Regions from separate parts of the Cricetulus griseus genome. Here region 2 is linked to region 1. Evidence: chromatin contacts called from public Hi-C data. All regions are on one chromosome and are shown on one strand. The core of a region is the stretch at or near the end of the contact, and the rest is flanking DNA. Distances in the headings are between cores, read along the strand shown. Region 1 has its middle 17 kb from the start of Ulk4. Region 2 holds the start of Trak1 (trafficking kinesin-binding protein 1).

The links. A called contact is a pair of places that touch in the nucleus more often than the background predicts.
Region 2: a Hi-C map of liver shows a contact between it and region 1, with 2.3 times the contacts expected there. The contact joins the promoter of Trak1 here to the enhancer-like site in region 1. A contact is called at or near these places in 3 of 8 Hi-C or Micro-C datasets (the CHL-YN cell line, fibroblasts and liver).

Annotation. Positions count from the first base shown.
Region 1 is chr4:228,307,129-228,313,258 of CriGri-PICRH-1.0, forward strand. No RefSeq gene overlaps it. Among named protein-coding and RNA genes, the nearest start is that of Ulk4, 17 kb to the left of the region's middle. Within about 2 kb of position 2,858, at least 2 of the 6 cell types and tissues checked have open chromatin away from gene starts, as enhancers often do.
Region 2 is chr4:228,379,777-228,385,906 of CriGri-PICRH-1.0, forward strand. Trak1 (trafficking kinesin-binding protein 1) reads left to right here and starts at 2,717. Exons shown (of 16, transcript XM_027415429.2): 1 at 2,717-2,985.

The DNA.
Region 1 (6,130 bases), core at 1,608-4,107:
GCCTTTAATCCCAGCACTCGGGAGGCAGGGGCAGGCAGATCTCTGTGAGTTCCAGACCAGCCTGGTCTCCAGAGCGAGTGCCAGGATAGGCTTCAAAGCTACACAGAGAAACTCTGTCTCGAAAAACCAAAACAAAAACAAAAAAAAAAAAAACAAAAACAAAACCAAAAAAAACCAAACCAACCAACCACCCTGGAACCCAAAACTGGGCTAGGGAGATGACTCTCTGAAAGGTTCAGGCATTACGCTGGCCTGCCTCTGTTACCTGGCAGAATCCACTCAGGCAGTACCCTGGTCAGCCCAGGATTCCATGGGAACTAAGTCTGCACGCAGGTGTAGAGGACCCCTTTAAAAGACAGACCCCTGCCCACTTATACTCTCTTCTCTCTGCCTCTTCTCCTCCTGTCTTCTATTTCTCTCTCACTTGCTCTCTGTGATATAATAAACTGGTTAATGTATTCTCTTAGTCTCATGTCTCATCTTGCAACCCTTCTTTCTTTCTAATTTAAGCAAAAACCTAACACTCTCAGCGGCCAAGTGCTGACTATGTAAACAAAATACCCCAGCTCAGACACCCAAGCACCCACATAGAAAGCCAGGCATGGCTTCGTGTGACTGTCACAGCAGTGCTAGGGGCAGGGAAGGGCAGAGACTGGCTGATCCCAAAGGCTTGCTGGCCTGTCGAGCCTCATCAGTGAGCCCCGGGTTCAGTGAGAGACCTGGTCTCAAAGACTAAGGTGGCTATCCGCAAAAGAGGGAGCAGGAAGAGTTTAAAAGCCAGCCGGGCATTGGTGGCACACGCCTTTAATCCCAACACTCAGGAGGCAGAGGCAGGCGGATCTCCATGAGTTCGAGGCCAGCCTGGTCTAGATCGAGTTCCAGGAAAGGCTCCAAAACAATACAGAGAAACTCTGTCTCAAAAAAAAAAAAAAAAAAAAAAAAAAAACAAGAAACAACAACAACAACAAAAAAAAACAAAACTAAAAAAAAAGAATTTAAGAGCCACAGGATGGGGAGGAGGGCTGTGGAGTGCTGTCCTCTGTCACACACATGAATTCACGGTAGCTCTATCACAAGATGGAGCTGGACAAAATTGGGCAGAGATGGGATTATTTCCAGGCCCCACCCCTGAGGAGGACCTAGTGGCCTTAGACAGCTGCTGCTGGTGGTGGTGGGGACAATCATTCTTTTCTGAGGATGTAGCTGTATCCTTTCTTGAGTCTTGGCTCCTGTGGATGTCCCACGAACGGCTTGAACGTATGGGCGGCACCAACTAGATTTACGGGGTTATTGAAAGAAAAAAAGACATGGAGTTGTGAGGGGAATGTGTTGAGGACGCTATGGAAGGATCTGGAAGACCGACATGGGGACATAACTGACCATATTTCATTGTTTACATGCACACAATTCTCAAGAAGGGGGCTGGAGAGACGGCTCAGCAGTTAAGAGCACTGGATGCTCTTCCCGGGGACCCAGGTTCCATCCCCAGCACCCACACAACAGCTCACAACCGTCTGTAATTCCTGTTCCAGGGGATCTAACACCCTCATACATACATACATGCAGGCAAAACCCCAATGCACATGAAATTAAAATAAAATAAAATAAAGATAGTCTTGTCTGTGCACGTAGCAAATTTAACATTGACCCAATAGTTTAAGATCCAGCTGTGTTGGGCTGGAGAGCTGGCTCAGCAGTTAAAGGCTAGGCTCACAACCAAAAATATAAAATATAAGATCCAGCTTTGTCACCCAGAATGCTCTGAGCATCACCCAGAGCCCATAGAGGCTTATCCTGTAGCCACAGACCTCCTCTTCCTGACAGGTCTGAAATATCTAGTTTTGTTTCTTTGTTTTTTTTATGGCATTGTGATTTCAGAACGCAGCTCACCCCCTTCCACAGATTTAGCTCATAAGGGAATTGCTGGAGTGTCATTCTCCTGGGACTACCCCATAGACGAGTGTCCTGAAGGCGATGTTTACCTAGCCGACCGGTGGTCAAGGTGTCTCTATAGACACATGCTGTTGCTGAGAGTCTGTGGGGAAATGGGCTAGCCCAAGCAAACATCTATTGACAAATGCCCCCGTGCTCGGCACACACACATTCCCAGCATGAGCTGGTGGCATTGGTGGTGCACGCCTTTAATTCCAGCACTCGAGAGGCAGAGTTCGAGGCCAGCCTGGTCTACAAGAGCTAGATCCAGGATAGGCTCCAAAGTCACAGAGAAACCCTGTCTTGAAAAACCAAAAAAAAAAACAAAAAAAAAACAAAAAAATATTTTGCCTGAACAACTTCCCTATTCATTTCCTATCTAGCCCTGAAACTTGGAGGGGTTTATTTCCTCCGCATTTTCGGTTCAGGTTGGAGTTTGCTCCAAGCCCGTTCAGTGTCCCCTGTGACCGGTTGCAAGGGACCACTGGAAACCAGCTCGCGTGGGCTGGGCCGCGTTAAAACCTCTGCGAGTTATTTGCTTGAAAGCCCCCGGGAGGGCTTCATTGCCCCCTCTGCCACCCCCACGGGCTCCTTCACCCTTTGGTGGCGTTGCCCACAGGGACGGTCCAAGGACCCCTCCTGAGCTCCTAACTCCGTGCTTGACTCCGGGGCGGGTTCCGCAGGACGAGCGCGCTGGCAGCGGCGTCCCCAAGCGCGCGGGTCGGCACGCACGCTCCGGGATGCCGAGTGGGCCAGCGCTTCGGGGGTCCCGGAGCCTCTCTCTGCGGGGGACGAGGAGCATCGCTCCGGGGACCGTCGCGCAGGTGGCGGGGCGGGCGGGCGGGGCGGGCGGGGCGGGGCGGGGGCGGGCGGCGGGGAGGGCCCGGCGCGCGTCGGGCGGTGACGGCAGCGCGAGGGCGCGCGAGCCCGGCCGCGCGAGCCATGGCGAAGGCCGCGCTGCGGCGCCCGCGACACGGTCCCCCCCCGGCCCAGTCCCCGCCGCGCCCCCGCCCGCGCCCCGGGCCCACTCGGCCCCGCCCCCGCGCGCCCCCGGCCCGTGACACGCGCGCGAGGAGCCCCGGAGCGTCCGCGATCGCCCGGGCACCCGCCCACGCCGAACCCCCAGCCCCGCGCCAGCCGCCGGCGCCGGGGCCGGCCGAGCGCGACGCGGAGCAGCGACACCGGCCCCGGGACCGCCCGCCGCCCCCGCGCCTCCTGCGGGTAAGTCGCCGCCGCTGCTCCGGGCCTGCGGCCGGGGAGGGGCCGCGGCCCGACCGCTCCCTCGTGGCACCTGCAGGGCCGGGGACACCCGGGAAGCTGCCCTGAGGCCACCGCGTCCCGCCGCGCCGCGCGCACTCGGATTCCGGGCCCCGGCAGCCTAGGTGACAGTCGGGCGACCTTCAGCGAGCCGCGGGCCGGCGCCGCTCGCACGTTCCCACTCGCCGCCTGAACTTGGTGTGCGCGACGACGTGCGCCCAGGGACCCCTCTCCCCATCCCGAGAGTGGAGGAGCTCACTTTGGGTCACTTTTTCTTGACTCTTGTTTTACAGTTCTCTGTCGTCTCCAAGGTCAGCCTCCTGCGGGTAAAAAGCAAACGCCATGAAGTGTCTCGCTATTATTTAAGGGCAAATTTTAAAAGTTCCCTGGCTGGGTGCTGGGTGCCCCTCCCCAACCCCTTAAGACTCAGTCTTGGAACCGTTTACCGCGCTGGTTAGACAGAGACTTTACTGCACACTTTGAGCAGGAAGAAGGAACGCCGAGGCCTCTGGGGGTTTTTGTTTCCTGATTTGTTTCGCCAAACTTTGAAACGGTGTGTGAGCGTGGACGCCACCGTCTGCGGCGTGGAGCCAGAACCCGCGCTCTTTCCTACCTGGTCTTTCTGGTCTGGGGGAGGTGAGAGGAAGACATAAGGAAACAGGCTAGTTACAGGGTCTTCTCCATTTTCTGATATACTGAACAGCCAAGGAGGGGGCAGCTTGAGGTCTGACCAGCCTCCAGCTCCCTGAGGGCGTGTGGTTGTGTGTGTGTGTGTGTGTGTGTGTGTGTGTGTGTGTGTGTGTGTGTGTGTGTGTGTGTGTGTGTCTGCGTGCGCAGGTGCAGTGGGGCAGTCTCGCCTTTGGGGTGGAGATGACAGGTGGAGGTGGACTTGGGTGACAGACAGCTCTGCCTTCCCCTTTGGTCACACTCTAAAGGCTGTAGCCTCTGTGATCTCTGACCCCCAGTTGCTCACAGAGAAGCCCAGACAAGCAGAGAAGTAGCCAAGGATCAGAGCTGGTCCCAAAGTGAGTTAGAGCGCCCAGTCGAGGCACAGTAGGTTTGCCAAGGGCTGGGTTGCTGTTGGCCACTTGGCAAGGCACCAGGCCCATTTCCTGTTTGATGCCCCAGGGACTGTTGGGGTCTGGTTTCCTGCGCAGAGCCCAGCTCTCCCTTTGGACGTGTCTCCACCCTGGTGAGGTAAGGACACTGGTCTCTGGTCTCAGAGTAGGGACGCCTACATTTCTTCTCCCTCTGCAGTCTGTGTGACCTTGCCCCGACAACCTCCCTTAGCTGGCTGTCCCCCAGACTCAACTGGACCAATGGGTGGGAAGAGAGTTGGTGTTATTTCATTGACTCCATACCATTGTAGGGTTCTCAGCTCTGGCTGTCCTTGTAGCTTGGTAACTTTTTAGAAGTCCTCTTGTGAACAGTTGGGAGGTATAATAATTATGGCAGTTATAACTTTTGTAGGTGTATGGTGTGGGTCAAGTCAGATACTGTCAATGGGCTTTGAGAGTGATAGGTGGTGTGTGATTCACACCGAACGGGGTTTCAAACTTTCAGTTTCCAAATGATCTAGCAGTGAGCCACTCCGAGGCTGTCCCTGGTCTTTATATACCTGTAGTTTATATACCTCTACATTACTAGATGGTTCTGGTGTGAGCCACCTGGGCTCCCTGCCCTGCACCTCCCACTCCCAGGTACAGAGCAGGCCTCTGGGAGTTTTATAAAGGCCTGATTGTTCAGTTAACTCAAGCATCTGATAAGAGAGTGGGTGAGCAGGCGGGCACCAGGAGAGGTCCTTTCTCTCTTTCAGGGTTCAGGTGAGCAAGGTTTGAAGGGTGAGGCACTCCCTTAAACTTGCTGCAGGCTGTACACACACAATCGGGCCTCTTGCATTTTATTTCATTTATTACTGTGTGTATGATATTGTATGGAGGTCAGAGGTCAGCTCCTTCCACCTCATCGAGGGGTCCCCAGATGGAGCCCAGGTCATCAGGCTCCACAGCCTGGCCTTTTAAAGTACCTTATGTCTCTGCCCTAGGAGCTCGATAAACAGAGAATATGGACCCCATCTGTTTGGACCTGTGTGGTTTGGGGGGAGGGGCAAAGGATGCTGTTTTTCAGAGATGCTAAAAGACGAGTTTCCACAGGAAGGGCCGCATGGGCCATTTGGGCCTTTGACTCCTTTGCTGTCTGGGGCTTTCGTCTGCCGGGTGGGGGGAGCTCTGATGAATGGAGTGCTCTGGCTCCGCCCCATTTTTCTTTCTTTCTGAACAATGTTCCTTGATCCAGCTTGACCTCTTAGGGGTACCCAAGTGAGGGCTACTCTCAGCCTTGAAAAGGTCCCTCTAAGTACGTGATGTACGTGAGAGCCGGCAGTCTGTCTGAAGGTGGCCGAGACTTGGTGGTGCTGAACTGCCTCAGGCTTTGTGTTTTCTGAGTGGCTATGAGGCACAACGCACAGGCAGAAGCTTGCTTCATGAGGGAGCTGCTGCTAGCACACCAGAGGTGGGATGGGGTGAGACGGTGGCCGGTGGACTTCGGCTCTCAGAAATCCTTGCCTAGGCTTTGGGCCGGTCATCCTGCCAGCTCCAGAGCCACCTGTCCGGGCGGCCTCACCTTTCTAAGAAGCACTTTGCAGCCAGCGCTCTGGCTAACGTGTTGCAGTGACTTCTCAAGCGGCTGCTTACGGCTGGCGGCCTCCATGCGTCAGACCATAAAGTGGGTTATCTTAATGCTTGTAATTTAGTCCTGTGGCCACCAGGGCTCTGGAAGCTGGCAGCAACAGCCTCTGATGCCTTTATGAATTAATGATTGCTATGACGAAGGCCAGGATGTAGTTTCCATCTTTTGGGAGTGGGGAGGGGGCTGACAGCAAACTTGCTATGGAGCCAAGGTTAATCTTGAAACTCCTAATCCCTCTGCCCCCGAACCCATG
Region 2 (6,130 bases), core at 1,467-3,966, 73 kb after region 1:
TGTGTGGTCATCTGCTTCACAGTCTCAGGTGTGGACCGAGAGCCCTGGGCTCAGCTGCCTGGGGGAGATTGAGCCTCATCTCAGCAGCCCGGAAGCTTAGCTCCTTCCTCTTCTGGTCTGCACAGACGGTGCCAGAAGCTTTTGTGTGTGCATGTGTGAACACGTTGCACATGTGTACGTGTGGGGGCCGGAGGGTGATGTCGGGTGCCAACCAGTTTCTTTCCACTTTATTTTTAGAGACAGTGTTTCTCACTGAACTTGGGGTCTGCCAATTCTAAGGGAGGTTGTGAGGCCAGTGAACCCCAAAGGTCTATCTGTTTTTGCTTCCCCAGCCCTAGGATTTATAGGTGCCACCAGGGTCACGTCTTACCCGAGGGGTGGGGAGAGAACTCAGGTCCTGTGAACCCACCCTGGCCTCTTCTGCTGTACCGTCCTGGCTGCCTCTTAATTTCTCTTGTCGAGTTCTTCAAGAACTCAAGTCATTAGCAGAAGGTTTGAGTAGAAACGCTGACCTTCAGTGTCAGCAGACTCACACCTTGGGACACACTGTCTCTCCTTTCCCATGGAGCCTGGGGCTGCCCCAGGACGCCTACTGTGACTCTGTTCAAACCCGAAACTGGACGGGGGATCACATGGGTTATTGAGTGGATGATGAAGCTCCATGGTTAAGAACACAGGCTGCTTTTTCAGAGGACCCAGGTTTGATTCCCAGGACCCACACGGCCATTCCAGGGGCTCCAACGCCTTCTTCTGGCCTCCTCAGGCACAAATGTGGTGCACAAAGAGACATGCAGCCAAAACACTTAAACACATGAAATAAATAAATCTTAAAGAAAATTTGGAAATTCACTGTGCTTTTTTTTTTTTTTTTTTTTTTTTTGTATTTTGTTCCTTTTAGTCTCTGCCTTCATGTTCTTTTTTCCTTCTCTTCCGCCCCATGGAACTCATCAGTGTGCCTTTTAACCTGTTTGTGGGTCACTTGAGGTTACCGAAAGTTCTGAGTCTGGGTGCCAGCCTTTCCCCCACCTCTGTGAAGACGTCAGTGACGCGTGCCACTTGTTAGACCGCCTCTGACTACACTCAGTGTCCCGACCCAGTCAGGACACAGCTGGCACAGGGGAAGCCACCTCCTGATCGAGACAGCCAGGGCAGCACCAGCACCAGCCTTGCCCAGAGAGTTAATTCTCATGCTAGCACACTGAGCATGGCTGGTAACTTCTGCCGTGCTGACCTCAAGTCCTGATACCCAGAATGCTTTGGTACTTTCTCACAAGGGATGCTTCTCCACTTATGACCAGGTGTGATAGTCCGGTTGGGGTTCACGTGTCATCCTCCAGAAGCCCAGTTCCAGGCTTCTCTTGCTACAGTTTCCTCACTGTGTGTGGAAAGCATCTCTCTTCCCATTTTGTATTTCCTGTCTCTTTACATCCTATTTACACGTGTGTGCCGTGTGAGTTTATGTGTACCATGGTGCATACAGTACCTGTGGGAGCCATGTCAGAGCCCCTGGAGTTTCAGGAGGTTGTGACCTGCCCAACATGGGTGTCGGGAAGAGCAGTACATGCTCCAGCCTTTTTGAACTTTTGTGTGTATGTCCGCATATGCAGGTGTGTGCCACAACACAGTGGCAGACGTTGAAAGGCAGCCTTGGGTGTCCGTCTCCTCCTCCTACCCCGTTCGCTGCTCTCTGATCTGTACACTAGGCTGCCTGGCCTGTGAGCCTCTCCCACCTCCCATCTCACTGAAAATGCTGGGCTCACAGACGTGACCTACTGTGCCTGACTTTTACGTGAGCTCTGGGTATTTGAACTCTGGTCCTTGAATGGCAAGCACTGGATCCACTGAGCCATCGCCCCAGGCACTGAAGTAGGTTTTGTAGACTCCCACCAGACACTATTTGAGCATGTATGCACACCCATGATGTGTGAGGAGGTAGGTGGGGGAGGTGAAGGACCCCTGCTGGATGGAAGGCTAGCCGCTCCGGGTCCACTATCCTAAAAGATGCACATGCAGGGTAGCTCTTGAAACAGAGAGGAATCTTGGGTAGCTTGTGTCATATACTGACCCTTTCCCCGCAGTTGCCTTTAAGCCCAGGCACATTCCAGCAGTAGTCTGAATTGCCCAGTGGGGCTGATGTTGCCGAAATGGCCCCTTCCAAGGGTTCCTGGCTCTCCCCAGGAGCTTATGAATGGGCTTCATGTGCTTTTGTTGTTTTAAAAATAAGGTTTGGACTTGCCAGGTTCTCAAAGGAGTCTACTGTTTTCTCACTGTTGCTCAACGTGGCCGCTGGACTGAAAGTTCTCCGTGTTGAGAAGAGTTTAATGAATCATGTTGTATGTAGCCGAGTGAACAGATAACCATATTGCACAGAATCTCCCAGGAGTGTGCATCTCCCTCAGAATGCACACTTGGTGCTCTAACCGACACGCCCTGGTACACGCCCTGGCGTCGCCCTTTCAGGATGGCCATCGTCGGACTAGCTGAGGTCATTTTGTTTATTTCTCAGTACTGCCCAGGGCTGAATTCAGTGTATGAAGCCTGTGCTCCACGATGGTCCGGAATGAGGCCTGGTTCTCTGGTGAACCCTTTCTGCAGGGCTAATCACATCTGCCATGATTTTAAAGATTTTGTCTGGATGTATTCAAAGACGTCATGTAATGGTATTCTTCTCTCTGGATTGTTTTGCAGATTCTCTGTGAGCCACCCCTACTGGTACAGTGAACCACCGGGGGCCATCTGCCCGACTGCTCCCAACCACGGCAGCGGGACCCCCCGATGGCAGTGGGCACCTCCCCTTGAAACCTGCCAAGCTGGACGCCACAACCCTGCACGACGACACCTCGGCCAGCTCCACGCCCATCTCTGAGGCTTGCAGCCATGCAGTCCTAGCCTGCAGCCCGGGCATCCCTGAAGAGTACTATGTGAGCGAGGCTGTGGAAGATGCTCCCAGCTACAGAGGGTACCGGGATGCCTGCACCATCACTGGTATGCTGGCCTTTTCCCTGCTGGGGACGGGAAGGGGCTTCAGTCATCCAGCCTGGGGAAGGCGTGCAGCCCCAGGAGCAGGTCTGGGAGTGTATCGTAAGCTTTCTTGTTGCTGTTAACAAAAGGACTGACAATAGCAAGTCCAGAGGGAAGGGTTTTGCTCAGTTTCCTTACCTTGCCTCTCAAGGCCTCAAATAGGATCCCCTTGGCCTCTTTGGACCATCTCCTCTATATGTTCTCCACTCTAGGACATGGGCCTCCTTGTGGGGCCTCCTCTGGAGTCCTTGAGTACAGTGGGGGTGCTGTCCAGCTCTGAGTCCTGAATTGGGAGCTCTCATCTGGGTCTCAGTCCTGAGTGCAAGGGGAGGGTGTCCATGTCCGAGCCCCGATCGAGTCCTGAGTGCGAAGTGGTGTCTGGAAGTGCTGTGGGGTCCATGCTCTCTAATACCCAGGAAGGAGAGCTGATGGGGGAGACAGAGGGGCAGGAAGGAGCTGGTGGCACAGTTGGTACAGGGTACATGGGAGGCCATCGAGGACCAGAGCTGGGATTCCAGCACTGACCCTGCCAGCAGAATCCTGGGAACCTCATCCTCTCCAACCAGTTTCACTTTCTCAAAGCATGGCACCGAGGGCAAAGAAATGGCACCAAGAGATTCGAGAGCTTCCAGCCCTGTGGGGTGTGGAAACCCGAGGTCCTTTGTTGGGATGGCCTGTAGCAAGCCCCAGGGGACCACTGAGAGCCACAGTTCATGCCCTCGATGCCCGGCAGCGGCCCCATACACAGCAGTGCCAATTCAGGCACCACGGTGCATTTGCAGAGCTGGGCGTTCAGCCCCTGCCGTCCCACCCTGCCAAAGGAGAGCCTATCAAGTGGTCAGTGCAACAAAGACATAAAACACAAACATATTCTCTGGGAGACCTTGGATATGCCCGAGAGCGCTTTGCAGATTCTGAAGGCTTTGCCAAGCACAACCCTGGGACACTGCCTGGCATGGTGCCCCCGCCCTCGCTTCCCAGGGAGTCCTGAGAAGAACAGTGGCTTTCTGTTCGACTCTACATTCTAGGCAGAACTAGCCGCCCATCAAAAGCCTTCTCTCCCTGCTCCCCCATTCACCCCACCCTAGAGAGGTGTCATGTTGTGGGAGCGCCCGTTTTCTGTTTGGGGTGGTTTTATAAGATGAGGCGATAGGGTTCCTGGGCTGCTGGAGTTACGTAACCCGTTGTGCGTCCTGGGCAGTGCAGGATCTTTGGCTCTGCCCTAACAAGCAAACTCAGAAAAGTGCTGAGAAAGACGCAGAGCTGTGGCCAAGCTTGCATGGAGGACTGCTCTTTCTCAGGGTCCTCCTTGGAGTTTGCGTCTGCCCATGGCATTGGCCCTTCAGCTCAGGCAGCCCTCCAGGGCCCAGCCTCTGCCAGGACTCTGTCACAAACTGGCTGGGACAAACTCATGTGGTAAGTGTGTTTATGGGATCGTCCGCTATAAATTTGCTTTGTGGCACAGCCAGAAGGGAGCGAAGAGCAGAGGGGACATGGTTTCACCGTGGTTTCAGTTGCCGGTGGCTTCAGGAAATCACCAGGTTAAATGATGGGCAGGTGAAGCGGAGGGCGCTGGAAGGCACTTATTCCCACACCCCCTTTAAGACCGGTGGGTAATCAAGCCAGGTGCAAGATGCAGGCCTGTTCCTTGCTGGCCTGGGTAGGACCCGTCTGTAAAGCCTCTGTCTGCCACCCCCTTCATCTTCCTTTTCCTCTCCCTCCTCCCTCTCCCTCCTTCTTTTTCTGGTTTGTTTTTGTTTTTGGTTTTTGGTTTGTTTTTTTGAGACAGGGTTTCTCTGTATTGCTTTGGAGGGTGTTCTGGCACTCGCTCTGTAGACCAGGCTGGCCTTGAACTCATGAAGATCCTCCTGCTTCTGCCTCTGGGGCACTGGGATTAAAGGCATGGGCCACCACTGCTGGCTTCTTCTCTTCTTTTTGTCACTACTCAGGATCATGCGTTCTGGACAACCGCTCACCACAGAACGCCATCCCTAGCCCATCCTCCCATTTTTAAACAGTTTTAAATTCTGACAGTCTCACTAACACTCTCAGGCCAACCTTGAACTCACTCTGTAGTTCAAGCAGGCCCTGAATTTCCGTTACCCTGCCTCGGGCCTCTGCATTTAAGCAGTCTTTCTCCTAGTTTCTTAGACCCCAGGCTGGTGTCCTAGGTCAGCAAGGGACTTTTCAAACTTGAAGGGCAGAGCGACTCAGTGTCCCTCCCTCCTTCCCCCCACACCCCTGTGTCTTCTCTACCCAAAGCTGGGCCCTGTGATTGTGGTCCCCACACCCCTGACAGAGCTTTACGCTGGCCTGCTCTGGCTTGTTACTTGCTGTTGGCTTCTCACTTCCTCTGAGTGGATCAGACTCAAGTCTGACAGCAGGATGACCCATCTAGCTTCCTGTCTACACTCCAAACCCTACTGAGTTCCAAGGAGGTGTGGCCTCTTCATGCCCCTTACTAACAATTTCAGTTTTGTAGACATTTACATCATCTTGAGCCTGATGGCCCTTTAAGCCCACAATCTTACTGATGCCAGGACATTGAGCTCCCCCAGGGCTCAGGACTAGGGCTCAGGACCAGGTTCATTCTGGGGTGTCTGTCTGTTACTTTCTGGGGTTTCTCAGTGAGAAATGTCCCTGCTCAAAGCCCAGAGGCGAGCAAGGGTGTGCTCGAGCGGCTGTACACCTCTGAAAACAGGTAAGAACTTCTCAGGGGCAGGAAGCTTCTGGCATCTGTCCTGCCTGAAGGAGACCACACTTGGGCTAGGAGGTGGCTTAGTCAGCAAAGTACTTGCATTGCTAATACTAGGGCATGAATTCAATTCCCAGAACCCACGTATACAAGCTATGTGTGGTGGTGCACACTTAATGTTCTCAGAGCTGGGAAGGCAGAGATAGGAGTTTCACTGGGGCTTGCTGGCCAGCTCATCTAAATGAATCGTTGAGCCCCAGGCCAATGAGAGGCCCTGTTTAAAAAGCCAGAGAAAGACACAGGCTGACTCTGGCCATCGTGGAACATGTGCATACATGCATGTAAACACAGCTTAAAACAAAAACAACCAAAAATCCAGCCCCCACTACCTGGAAGCAGCCGCAGGAAGAACTT